Linked DNA regions of Sus scrofa: regions 1, 2 and 3 are each linked to region 4. The links are chromatin contacts, called in public HiChIP or PLAC-seq and promoter capture Hi-C maps. All regions are on one chromosome and are shown on one strand. The core of a region is the stretch at or near the end of the contact, and the rest is flanking DNA. Distances in the headings are between cores, read along the strand shown.

Region 1 (2,700 bases), core at 120-2,619, 250 kb after region 4:
CTGCTGATGTGGCTTGGATTCTGTCCTTGGCCCAGGAACTTTCACTTACCTTGGGTTCAGCCAAAAAACGTTAAACAAACAAACAAAAGACTCTAACTGCAATGGCTCAGGTTGCTATGGAGGCTTAGATTCAATCCCTGGCCTGGGATACTCCATATGCTGCGACAAATGCTGGAGAAAAAGGAACTCTTCTACACTGTTGGTGGGAGTGTAAATAGGTGCAGCCACTATGGAAAATGAAGTATGGAGATTCGTCAAAAAACTAACAATAGAATTGCCTTATGATCCAGCAATCCCACTCTTGGGCATATATCCAGATAAAACTACAGTGCAAAAAGATACAATTACCACTATGTTCATAGCAGCACTATTCACAAGACATGGATGGAAACAATCTAAATGTCCATCAACAGATGAATGGATAAAGAAGATATGGTATGTATACATACATAAAACGGACTACTACCCAACCATAAAAAATAATGAAATAATGCCATTTGCAGCAACATGATGGACCTAGCGATTATTAAGGAAAAGTCAGTCAGAAGAAGAAAGTCAACATCATGTGATATCACTTATATGTGGAATCTAAAATACAACACAAATGAACATATATATGAAACAGACTCAGACATAGACAACAGACTTGTGGTTGCCAAGGGGGAGGGGAGTGAGGGAGGGAAGTATTGGAGGTTTGGGGTTAGCAGATGCAAACTCTTATATGTAGGATAGATTAACAAGCACAGGGAACTGCAGAGCACGGGGAACTGCAGTCAATATCCTGTGATAAACCATAATGGAAAATATGAAAAAGAATGTATGTAAGTACAACTGAATCAAAAGAATGTATGTAAGTACAACTGAATCACTTTGCCGTACAGAAGAAATTAACGGAAATTATAAATCAATTATACTTCAATCAAAAAAGTAAAGCCGCCTGCAGGTGCCCATAACACCTGAGGGGGGGCGTGGCACTTTTTGCCTAGAGCTCCTGTGGCAGCCAGTGCTGCCCCTGGCGCCTGATTGAAATATTTAATTCCAGCTGTTAGGAATTCCTCCCCCACCTACAAATAACTTTTATGATGTTAAACACTTTTTATTAATTTATGAAACACAAATTCCTCTCAGACGCATTTCAATTGAGCATGTATACATTCTGAGGTGTCTTTTGTCTGCAGCCAACTGTAAACCCTCAATAAAGACTGCAGTTCAGAAGGCTGGTGTAACTCTTACTAAAAACAAAAACCCCAAAAACCAAATTGTACCGCTTCACACGAGGCATGGCGGGGAAGGAATTGAGGTTTGTTTGTTTGCTTTTTTTCAGGCATTTCAGTAGCTGCCTATTATCTTGGGGGCGGTGCCTCGTTTGGATCCGATGGACCCCGGCGGGGCCGCCATTTTGGAGTCTTCTCTAAGGAGCGTCTACCGGCTTTAAGCGCTGGTGCCGCCGCTCCCCGCGGCCTGGCTGGGCGGAATGAATGTGATAGACCACGTGCGAGACATGGCGGCCGCGGGGCTGCACTCCAATGTGCGGCTCCTTAGCAGCTTGTTACTCACAATGAGTAATAACAACCCGTGAGTTGAGGCGGGGAGCGGCCTGGGGCTGAGGAGAAAGCGGTGCGGGTTTGGGAGCGGGGGCTGAGGGGTCCGGAGACTGGCGGGAAGAAGCGGCTGCGGGCTTCAGCTGACGTTCCGGGGTCAGCGAGGGTCTCGCTGGGCAGAGCCGACTTAGGAACGCTAGTTGAGTTTACTAGGTCCCAGCGGTAGACCAGGCACTGGGATGAGCTCCCTGTGGGGGATTCGGCGAGCGGCGCTTTCTAGATATGGGAGGCGGAGGCTCTGAGGACGACCCTGGCGAGCGTTCCCCGAAAGTTAGGAGCAGAGGTTTTCTGAGGCACCTGTCGCCGGGCATTGCGCCTGTCACATCGTTGGGCTAACTCCTCCCTTCCCTACCCCTTTTCGAAGGACATTTCTTCGCTCGCCAAGGCTCAAAGAAGCCCAGTTCTAGTTTTAGACTTTCGTCCCACATCTGAGATTGATCTTTCCTTTTGGGTATATCAGCAAGGTTCTCTTAATCGCCCCCGAAAATGGGAGACTTTCTTGGTAAGTGGGAGTGGCGCCTTTTTAAGCAGTGCCTCTTTCTGTTTGCAAAGCTGCCATTTTTAGAGTTTTATTACAGGTACAGCACAGGGCTGTTTCCAGCTTTGAGTGCATATCGTTCCTCTGCTTAAATTTCTCCAAAGTGCTTAAATTAACATTCCTTCCCACGGCCTAGGAGGTCAAATATATAGCTCTCCTGCTCTATCTCACCTACTCTGCCCTCTGTACTTCAGCTTCCCTGTCTATTCTTTCTGTTACTTGAACAGACCAAGCTGGTTCTCAACTCAGGACTTTTGCATTTCCTGTTCTGCTTGGAATCCTTACCTCAGAGCTGCCTCCTCATGTAGGTTTCAGTTCAGATACATCTCTTAGAGAACTCTTCTCTGGCCATTAGAATTGTCCCTTATTCTCACTATTTTATTCCTTTGCTCTGTTTAACATTTTGCGTCTTTTTTTTCCCCCAAACTGAGGTGTAATTGACATATTAGTCTCATGTGGAACATAATGATTGGATATTTGTGTGTTTAGTGTATCTATTACTGCACATAGTTACAGATTTTTATCTTATTTTGCTTTTTTAGGGCTGCACCTGTGGCATAG
Region 2 (2,700 bases), core at 53-2,552, 170 kb after region 4:
AGTTTCTGCCTTCTTAGTTCTTATAGTCCAGGAGGAAAAACAAAACTAAACACCATACAAATAATTACTTATTGAGAACTGAGATACACACTGCAATAGGGAACTTTCTAGAACTCTAAGAACATGCAACAGTGGAAGGCTTGTGCTTCCCTCTCCCATTAATTAATATGGTTCCATAGATGTCCTCAACACAGATGAAGTCAGCCACAGTACAAGATGCCTTTCAATGATCATTTTCAGGTTACTATCTGTAGGAGACCATTACTTTCCTAGAGACCTTCTAGAGTAACTTGTTTAAAGTACCATCTATAATAAACAATAGTTCCTGTACATTCCCATTTATTACTGAGTTTTTTACATGCATTTCATTCCTACAGCAAACTTATAAAGAAGATGCTGTTATTTCTTATTTTACAGATGAGGAAACTGTGCACTGAGATGATTCAGTGGCTTGTTCCAGGTCATACATTAAAAAAATCATAGGAGTTCCCATCCTGGCTCAGCGAAAACAAATCTGACTAGTATCCATGAGGACCTAGGTTCAATTCCTGGCCTCGCTCAGTGGGTTAAGGATCCAGGGTTCCTATGGCTGTGGTGTAGGACGGCAGCTGGAGCTCCCATTTGACACCTATCCTGGGAGCTTCCATATGTTGCACGTGCGGCCCTAAAAAGACCAAAAAAAAAAAGTAGAATCTGGAGTAGAAATCAGGTTTATGCTTTCGTCGTGGCACTAAAATATTTTAACTGCCCAAGCATTATTTTTCCCAACTTCCCACAAAGTCCTTATCATCTCGAGTTTGAGGCTTGCCATTCCAATATCTGTCCTGATGACCACAACTTCACTTCAAGGATACCTATGGCTATAAATATTATGCATAAATAAAAGCGGATGGGCCTACAGTCTTCCCTCAGAAGCTAACGGGACCCTGGGAGGATGCGTGCTGGCTGTGGCCAGGCCTCGTGTCCTCAGCCCTTAGGCATAAAGTCCAAGGATAAGAAATGAAACGATGGTGTAAACATCCCCATGACCACAGGCTCTTTTCTACACAGGAAGGCAAGAAAGGCCTTCCCACCTTTCACCTGACTGCCGCTCAGCCCACACTTCAGCATGTCTGCACGCTCTGAAGAGTCAGGACGCACTGTGCGCCTCAGCTCGAGGGCCCCAGGTGCCCGTATGTTGACCGCGCGCTTTCCGAAACTTCGCGATCTCGCCCTCGCTCCAGTATTTACCTAAGAACAACTTCGCTTTACGGTGGGGAAGGGCCTGTGCGAGCCTCCGTAGGGCAGTCTCTTGCCGACCTCTTTTTTCATTGGTTGTGAGCGAGGTGGGCGGGTCCCTGAGGAGTCCGAGGAAGAGAGGGCGGCGGCGGTTGTGGTGACTGAGCGGAGCCCAGTGACAGGATGGTGAGGATGGCAGCTGGCGCGACCGGGGGCTGGCTCTCGGTTGGGGCGCTGCGTCGTTAGGACCGCTCGGAGTCTGTGGGCGAGGGCTTGGGCGATCCGGGAGGCCATGGCGGGCGCGTCCGGGGCCGGGCCTGGGGAAAGTCAAAGGAGGAGGGAGAGCGGCCACCTCTGGGTGCGGCCAGCCCTGGCCTCGCACCCTAGCCCTAGGGGCCGGAGGACGTCCAAGGGGGAAAAGGGCCCCCCTCAGCTGCTACTCTGTCACGAGACTCACACGCGGGAGCCGGGAGAGGCCTTTGGGCCTGTGCCTGAGCGTCCCCGAGAAAGGAGCGCGGATTACCCCTTCCGTTTCCAGACGTTTCCTTGCTCCTTTCCCGCAAAAAGCACCTCCCGCGGATTGGCGTGTACCGGTTACCACCCCCATGTGGCGAAGGCTGGCTTCGCGGATATAAAACGGGAAGAAGCGAGCAGAATGCCATGTCCATTTTAGTTTGGCTTCCAGGGAAAAGGAATAAAAATTACCTCCTTCGCCCCTGAAAAAACTTGCACCTGCCATTGAAATGTGACAGTGTGCCCTCAAAGAACTGGATTTGGCTTTTAGAGTTGCTGGGACTACTTGTTTTCTTAGAATGTTGTGACCCTAAATTAAGAGGAGGATTCCTTAATGGTTTTCGAATTCCTTGAAATGGTTTGGGGAATTTTGTAAGTACATACGTTTTTGTGGTTAAAGGCCCATTGTTAGCTGCACAGAGAAGTTTGAGAAGCTTTACCTCATTCATCCATCCATCCATCCATTCCCCCAGCCTGCTCCAAGGCCAGCCCGTCACGTCCTCATCCCCAATAGATCGCTACCCCTACTCAGAAACATCTGTTGGAGAGGGCTAATAGCTGCTATCAGACTTTCAAAGTGCCCTTAACCTCCCTGAAAATTTAAGAACAATTTCAAAAGGCGTTGTAATGATCGTGGTATTTGTGTTGATTAAAAAGGACTTCTCTTTCTAATGAACATCCATTGCATTTTTAAGATTATGATTCCACGACAAACAGCCTTTAACGTGGCTGAGGCTTTTAGACATCACAACCAAAGATTTATATATGTTAAAGACTTTAATCCCACTTTTGATTTTTGCTTCCAAACAGACTCCAAATTAGAGTAGTCTAGTTTACAGTAATTTTGAAGCAGTTGTTCCTGAGAGAAGACGAAATTTCTTGACATGATTTACATATTCGTGTTTCTGAAGTTTTTTTTGAAAGACGAACAGATTTTCAGGGTAGTTGTCCTGGAACATCACGTTTCAT
Region 3 (2,700 bases), core at 199-2,698, 190 kb after region 4:
TCCCATGATATTCTTTACTTTTAATGAAGTAATTCGGGTGTGGAAAGGACTATCTTGTTATTTGTTGTATGTAATTTAAGGTGTACTGGAAGTGATAGGATGGTCTGCAATGTTTCTAATTTTGTACAAGTTCATTTTTTCTATTCTCAAATTAAGACAAAACACTCTCCCTTTCCTCTTCCTGCAACTTATTCAGTGACCAAGAGTTCATTGATCCCCTGATATACTAGGATCCAGAACTTCACCACTTTACCTTGAGAAAAAGAATATATATATATATATATATATGGGTCACTTTGCTGTACAGCAGAAATTGACAGAACATTGTAAATCAAGTATAATAAAAAAATTTAAAAAAGAAAACTTTCACCAAGCACTGTGAAAAATAGAAAAGAAACACATGACCCTATCCCATCTTTAAAATTCGTCAATCCACCAAGTATATTAAGACAGCCATGGGGTGCAACAGGAGCCATGACTGTGGGCTTGAGAGGAATACCGGGCAGCTCTCACTTTTAGGGAATAATGGATGCAAGGGATGAGGAAGTAACTTCAGCAGCTAATTGTCTTCAGCATCCAGGAAATAATAGTAAAAACCTCCTCGAAATGAAATGGATTTATGAAGAAAGGAGTTACTGAGTAAACAAAATGTCAAAATCAAGGCGCCTCTAATATTCATAGTCATCTGTCGCAGATTATGAATCCCAGTTTAACATAAAGGTGGCTAATGTCACACACAGGTAAGAGATTTATTGATTTGGAAGCGCTCGTTTGAGCCTCTATTCCCATGGTGCCCCCAGCCAACTCCTTTCTGTAGAAATACTACGGCCAGACGGCCAATTTTCCAGCAGATTTCGTAGCGCCCCCTCGGGGCAGAGAGGCACCCAGGCGATTGCCGCAGTCACTGTGTTTAGACAGTCACTGCACCAACCCTCCTCCTAAGCTTCCCTCAGAAGCCCTTCCCCTAAACTGTGCGTAGGCTTCCATATTTCCCATCTCGGCCATAGCAAAGGTTCTCCTTTCCTCCCACTTCAGGACACTGGGGACCAGTCCTTCAGAGCAACCAGTTCCCACCCCCTCCTCTACATGGGGATCACGAGCAGGGGCTGGTCGCCGTCCTCCCAAACCCCTCAGGGCCCGGCAACCTCACCCGCCGCAGGCACCCTCGGTCCTGGCCACTGCGGAAGGCTCTGCGGAAGCACTGCACTCCGTCCAGTCAGACACTGGACCCTGGCCAGGCATCTCCTCCCAGGTGCCCGGCCCGCGAGCTGCGTGCAGGAGAAGCTTTCCCCTTTCCCCTCCCCTGTCGGCACGCGTGCGTCAGACCCGGCAATATTGGGGATGAAGAGGCGGACGCCAGATTCTAGCCCCCTCCGATGCAATCCGGACAGTGCCCGAATAGCTTCGGGAGAGCGGGGAGGGCAGATCCACGATCCTAGAGTTAAGTTGGGGGAGGGGCGGGTATTCTTCAGTTGACTGCGCGTTTGTACGTTTGCATCTTTCTGTGGAAGGGATGCGTCACGGAAAGGAAATGTACCTTCCCTCTAAAATGAAAGTTGCCCTCCAACCTTAGTATTCCAGACCCTCTGCAAATTTGCAGATCTTCAGGGTCACCATATAGGTCAAACATAAATACGCAAACCCAGGACCAAAGCACCCGGCTTAGGGATGCAGAGGGTTATCAGTTGTCCGTTATCACCAAGGTAACCAGACTTCGCCAGTTTCTAAACCGGAGGTCCGCCAAATACTTCTGCGCATGCGCAAAACCTCCCCGGGCATTTCGCAGAACGCGTTTCACGCGGGATTTGGCCTTCGGGACGCTCCGTAATCAGAGGTGTGGCAAAACAGAAGGCGCAAGAAGAATTCGAATTGCGATTGGTTTGTACGTCTTGTGCCCGGAACTCAGGGGGCGTCGCGCGAAGGCTGAAGGGAGTGTGGTGTTCAGACTTTGTGTGAGTGGCGGCGCCAGGAATCGGGGAAGCCAGCATGCCTCGCTATGCGCAGCTGGTCATGGGCCCCGCTGGCAGCGGAAAGGTGAGGATTTGGCGGGAGAAAAGTCGAGGTTCGTGGAAGGAAGGAAGGAAGGTTGGGTCCAGAGGGAGGAACTGATGGCTGTGTGTGTTGGGGGCCCTGAGACCCTGGGCATCTCGCTTATGTAGCCTGGGCTTCGGTTTCCTTTTTGTTGTTGTTTTGAAAGGGGGTTAATGATATTTGCTAATCTTTATTGCATACTTAAGCCCCAGGTCCTGTGCTAAAAAACATTTCCACAACCGTGTAAGATAAGTGTATTATTCCCGTTTTGCAGGCAAGGAAAATGAGATACAGAAAGGTTAAGTTTTTGCCCAAGATCGCACAGCTAGTAAGTGACGGCGGGAATTTGAATCTATTTTGACTAACCGCAGAATCTGTACCTGTCGTTAACCCAGAAAGCTTAGGCGGGGTCTCGCTAATTACTGTTTCTCAGAGCTTGAGATGTGGACTTCTGGTATTTGAGGCAACTTTAGGAGAAACATGGGCCTGGCATTAATGAACATTGATTGAATCATACATTGAGAAATTTGATTTTCGGTTGTTTGTTAGTTTGCTTTGAGGTGAAATCATCAGTTTGTTGCTAGTACATCTTCAACACTTTTTTCTTTTCCTTTTTTTTTTTTTTTTTTTTTTTTTTTTGTCTTTTTAGGGCCACACCCACGGCATGTG
Region 4 (2,700 bases), core at 92-2,591:
ATGAGATCCTGCTGTATAGCAGAGGGAACTATATCTAATCACTTATGATGGAACATGATGGAGGAAAATGTGAGAAAAAGAATGACTATATATGTGGGACTGGGTCACTTTGCTGTATGGTAGGAACTGACAGAACACTGTAAACCAACTATAATGGAAAAACAAAACAAGAAACCAGCAGAGAGGATTGCAGCTTTGAGGTGGGCAGTTAGGTGAGGGGATATCTGTTGCCTCACCTGCTTCCCTTCCCCAGCCCTAAGGGAGTGAACACAGGGGAGGAACCAGGAAGAACAGTTTACACCTGCTCTCTACTCTGTCTAGCTGGCCCTAAGGGAGGAAGGGACTTTTGAATAAAATATAAGGTTGACGTTTAGAGTGGACTAGCCTATGCCTTAGGGACCAGAATGGGACTGTTGTAGTAACAAAATGTGATTCAGAAGCCAGATCAGACTGAAATGTTCTTAAGAAAGCCCACTACCCAGCAGGAGGCAGGAGGCAGGATTGGGAAGGGCATGCAGTAATGCAGTAGAAGCTAATGGAAACAATATCTCTGTGGTAGGCAGAATACCAGGCCCCCAGAAACAGTCAAGTCTGAATGTTCAGAACCTGTGAACATGCTACCTTACATGGCAAAAGGGACTTAGTGGGTGTGATTAAATCAGGATCTTGTGATGGGGAGAGTAACCTGGATTATCCAGGTGGGTCCAATATAATCACAAGGGTCTTTTAAGAGGGAGGGAGAAGGGTCCGCTATAGAGAAGGAGAGGGATGATGAAAGCAGGGGTTAGTGGGATTCTCCAGGAGCAGATGAATGAAGGCAATCTCTAGAAACTGGAAAAGGCAAGGAACAGGTTCCCCTGGAACCTCCAGAAGGAACACAGACCTCCCAACATCTTGATTTCAGTCCTCTGAGACGCCCTGGGCTTCTGGCCTCTTCTGCTTTGTTGTTTTAAGTGTTATTTTTGTGTTGTGTCAAGCCATTAGGGTTGTGGTAACTTGTTAGAGCAGCCACAGAAAACGAATACAACTCCAAGGAGGTGAGATCCCACCCCACCCCCACCCCCCACCCCACCCCCAACTAAACCGGAAGAAGCAGGAGGTGTGTAGAAAGAGATGGCTTCTGCCCTTGGAAGCCTGGTTCGAATTGTCTTTCCGGGAAGATGGAGGCTAACGGAATAACTGATTCCAGTGTGAACAGTGCCAGAAATAAGGCATGGACAGAATGCTGGGGACACCTGGGCAAGGGAGGGCCCACAGGGGAAGGGACATTACCGCTGGGCCTAGGGGCTGAGCAAGGGTGTGCTCCACCTCCGGGCAGGAAGGCTCCTCCCTTGCGCCAACACCAGCCCTGCAGCGGGGCAGCCCCTCTTCATCTCATCCCCCACCCCACTCAGGGGCATCCTCACAGCTTCCATGCTGGCCACCCCTTTAAGGCCTTCTGCCCATCCTCCACCCTCTGCGTGCAGATACTGTGCAGAAGACAAGTAAGGTCATCCAGGGCCACCCTGAAGTCATCAGGAGTTGGCCGGGGGTGGGGGTCGGGGGTGGCAGGGATGGGGGTTGCGGGGATCAGGAGCCAGCCCTGCGGTCCCAGTGTGGGGTGGGGAGGAGGGACCCGCCGCCAATACATCCCCTTGGAGGAAGGAAGTGGTTCCCTCCTCCAACCCCTTCCCTTAGGGTCGCCTGAGCCCGGATTCTCGTGATTCGCGATTGGCTTCCACCCGTGAGACCTTTGTCCATCTGCCCGACTGCTGGAGGTCTAGTTCAGGCTGGGGCCTGCGGAGCGGAAGGGGGCCGGGTCGGGGGAAGCCAGAGATCAACAGGCAGACTGACAGACAAGCAGCAACGAGGGCAAGGGGTCGAGACACGAGCCAGAGCCCGAGACCAGTCGCCGACCGAGTTAGAGGGCGGCCAGCCGGGAGGGGGCGGGAGGAAGTGGCGGGCGGGGCGGCGGGGCGGCGGGGCGGGCGCCCAGCTCGCAGTTGCTGCGGTGGCCGCGGGCGGGCCGGGCGCAGGGTAAGTGCTCCGGGGCCGGTCTGGGGCGCGCTGCCCTTCTCCGAGTGCTCCCAGCCGGAGCCTGCCGGGCACCCCGGATCCCAGGCGGCCCCGGTTGTCCTTGGCTCCAGCGTATCCCAGCTTGGGCCCACGCTGGCGGGCGGTGATAGCCCGGGGCCCCCTGCCTGGCCCAGGGGCACTAGAGTCCAGCGGAGAGGGCGGGCAGGAGACAGCTCGCACTGAGCCTGATGGGGGAACCCCCCTCTACTTTCTCCCCTCTAAAACGGGGGTGTTGATAAGAACTACCCTTTTGCATGGCGTGCTTACCTGGCCCAGGTTTCACTTCATCCCATGCTGTGTAGCAGCCGCAACAGGTGAGGTAGGTACCATCCTCGTCTCCCTCTTACAGGTGAAGAAACCAAGACTCAGAGCCCAAGCTACTCGCCAGGGTCACACACACAGCCCTAAGGAGGCAGAGCCAGAACTCGCCCAGGTGGGTGTGACCCCCTTCTTGCGCTCATTCATCGAGCCTGCCCTGCCCCATCCTGCACCCCTGGGGGAACCACAGGGAGAAGGCAGTGCTGGAAGTAGGGGAGGAGGCTGAGGTGAGCCAGCCTGCTCATCCCTGCAGGAGGAACCTCCAGGGTAGCAAAGCCTTAGCCTGGGTAAGAGGTGCCAAGGAACAAGAACAGTGGGTGGGGGCCA

The links. Promoter capture Hi-C pulls out the DNA fragments that hold promoters and counts their contacts. HiChIP or PLAC-seq counts read pairs in DNA pulled down with a chosen protein or histone mark.
Region 1: a promoter capture Hi-C map of fetal liver shows a contact between it and region 4, with 2.4 times the contacts expected there. The contact joins the promoter of ANAPC7 here to the promoter of HVCN1 in region 4. A contact is called at or near these places in 1 of 5 promoter capture datasets (fetal liver) and 1 of 2 datasets of contacts at active chromatin or transcription factors (alveolar macrophages).
Region 2: a promoter capture Hi-C map of liver shows a contact between it and region 4, with 4 times the contacts expected there. The contact joins the promoter of VPS29 here to the promoter of HVCN1 in region 4. A contact is called at or near these places in 3 of 5 promoter capture datasets (fetal liver and liver) and 2 of 2 datasets of contacts at active chromatin or transcription factors (alveolar macrophages and skeletal muscle).
Region 3: a contact with region 4 is called in an H3K27ac HiChIP or PLAC-seq map of alveolar macrophages. The contact joins the promoter of FAM216A here to the promoter of HVCN1 in region 4. A contact is called at or near these places in 1 of 5 promoter capture datasets (liver) and 1 of 2 datasets of contacts at active chromatin or transcription factors (alveolar macrophages).

What each region holds. Positions count from the first base shown.
Region 1 is chr14:31,788,419-31,791,118 of Sscrofa11.1, reverse strand. It overlaps ANAPC7 (anaphase-promoting complex subunit 7), which reads left to right and starts at 1,369. Exons shown (of 14, transcript XM_021072834.1): 1 at 1,369-1,575. The coding sequence starts at 1,475.
Region 2 is chr14:31,868,216-31,870,915 of Sscrofa11.1, reverse strand. VPS29 (vacuolar protein sorting-associated protein 29) reads left to right here and starts at 1,302. Exons shown (of 4, transcript XM_003483426.4): 1 at 1,302-1,404. The coding sequence starts at 1,402. RAD9B (cell cycle checkpoint control protein RAD9B) reads right to left here and starts at 1,346. Exons shown (of 11, transcript XM_013982863.2): 1 at 1,231-1,346.
Region 3 is chr14:31,848,783-31,851,482 of Sscrofa11.1, reverse strand. FAM216A (family with sequence similarity 216 member A) reads right to left here and starts at 1,448. Exons shown (of 7, transcript NM_001244441.1): 1 at 1,151-1,448. The coding sequence starts at 1,242. It overlaps GPN3 (GPN-loop GTPase 3), which reads left to right and starts at 1,924. Exons shown (of 8, transcript NM_001243708.1): 1 at 1,924-2,034. The coding sequence starts at 1,987.
Region 4 is chr14:32,042,806-32,045,505 of Sscrofa11.1, reverse strand. HVCN1 (voltage-gated hydrogen channel 1) reads left to right here and starts at 1,341. Exons shown (of 8, transcript XM_021074359.1): 1 at 1,341-1,484; 2 at 2,405-2,488.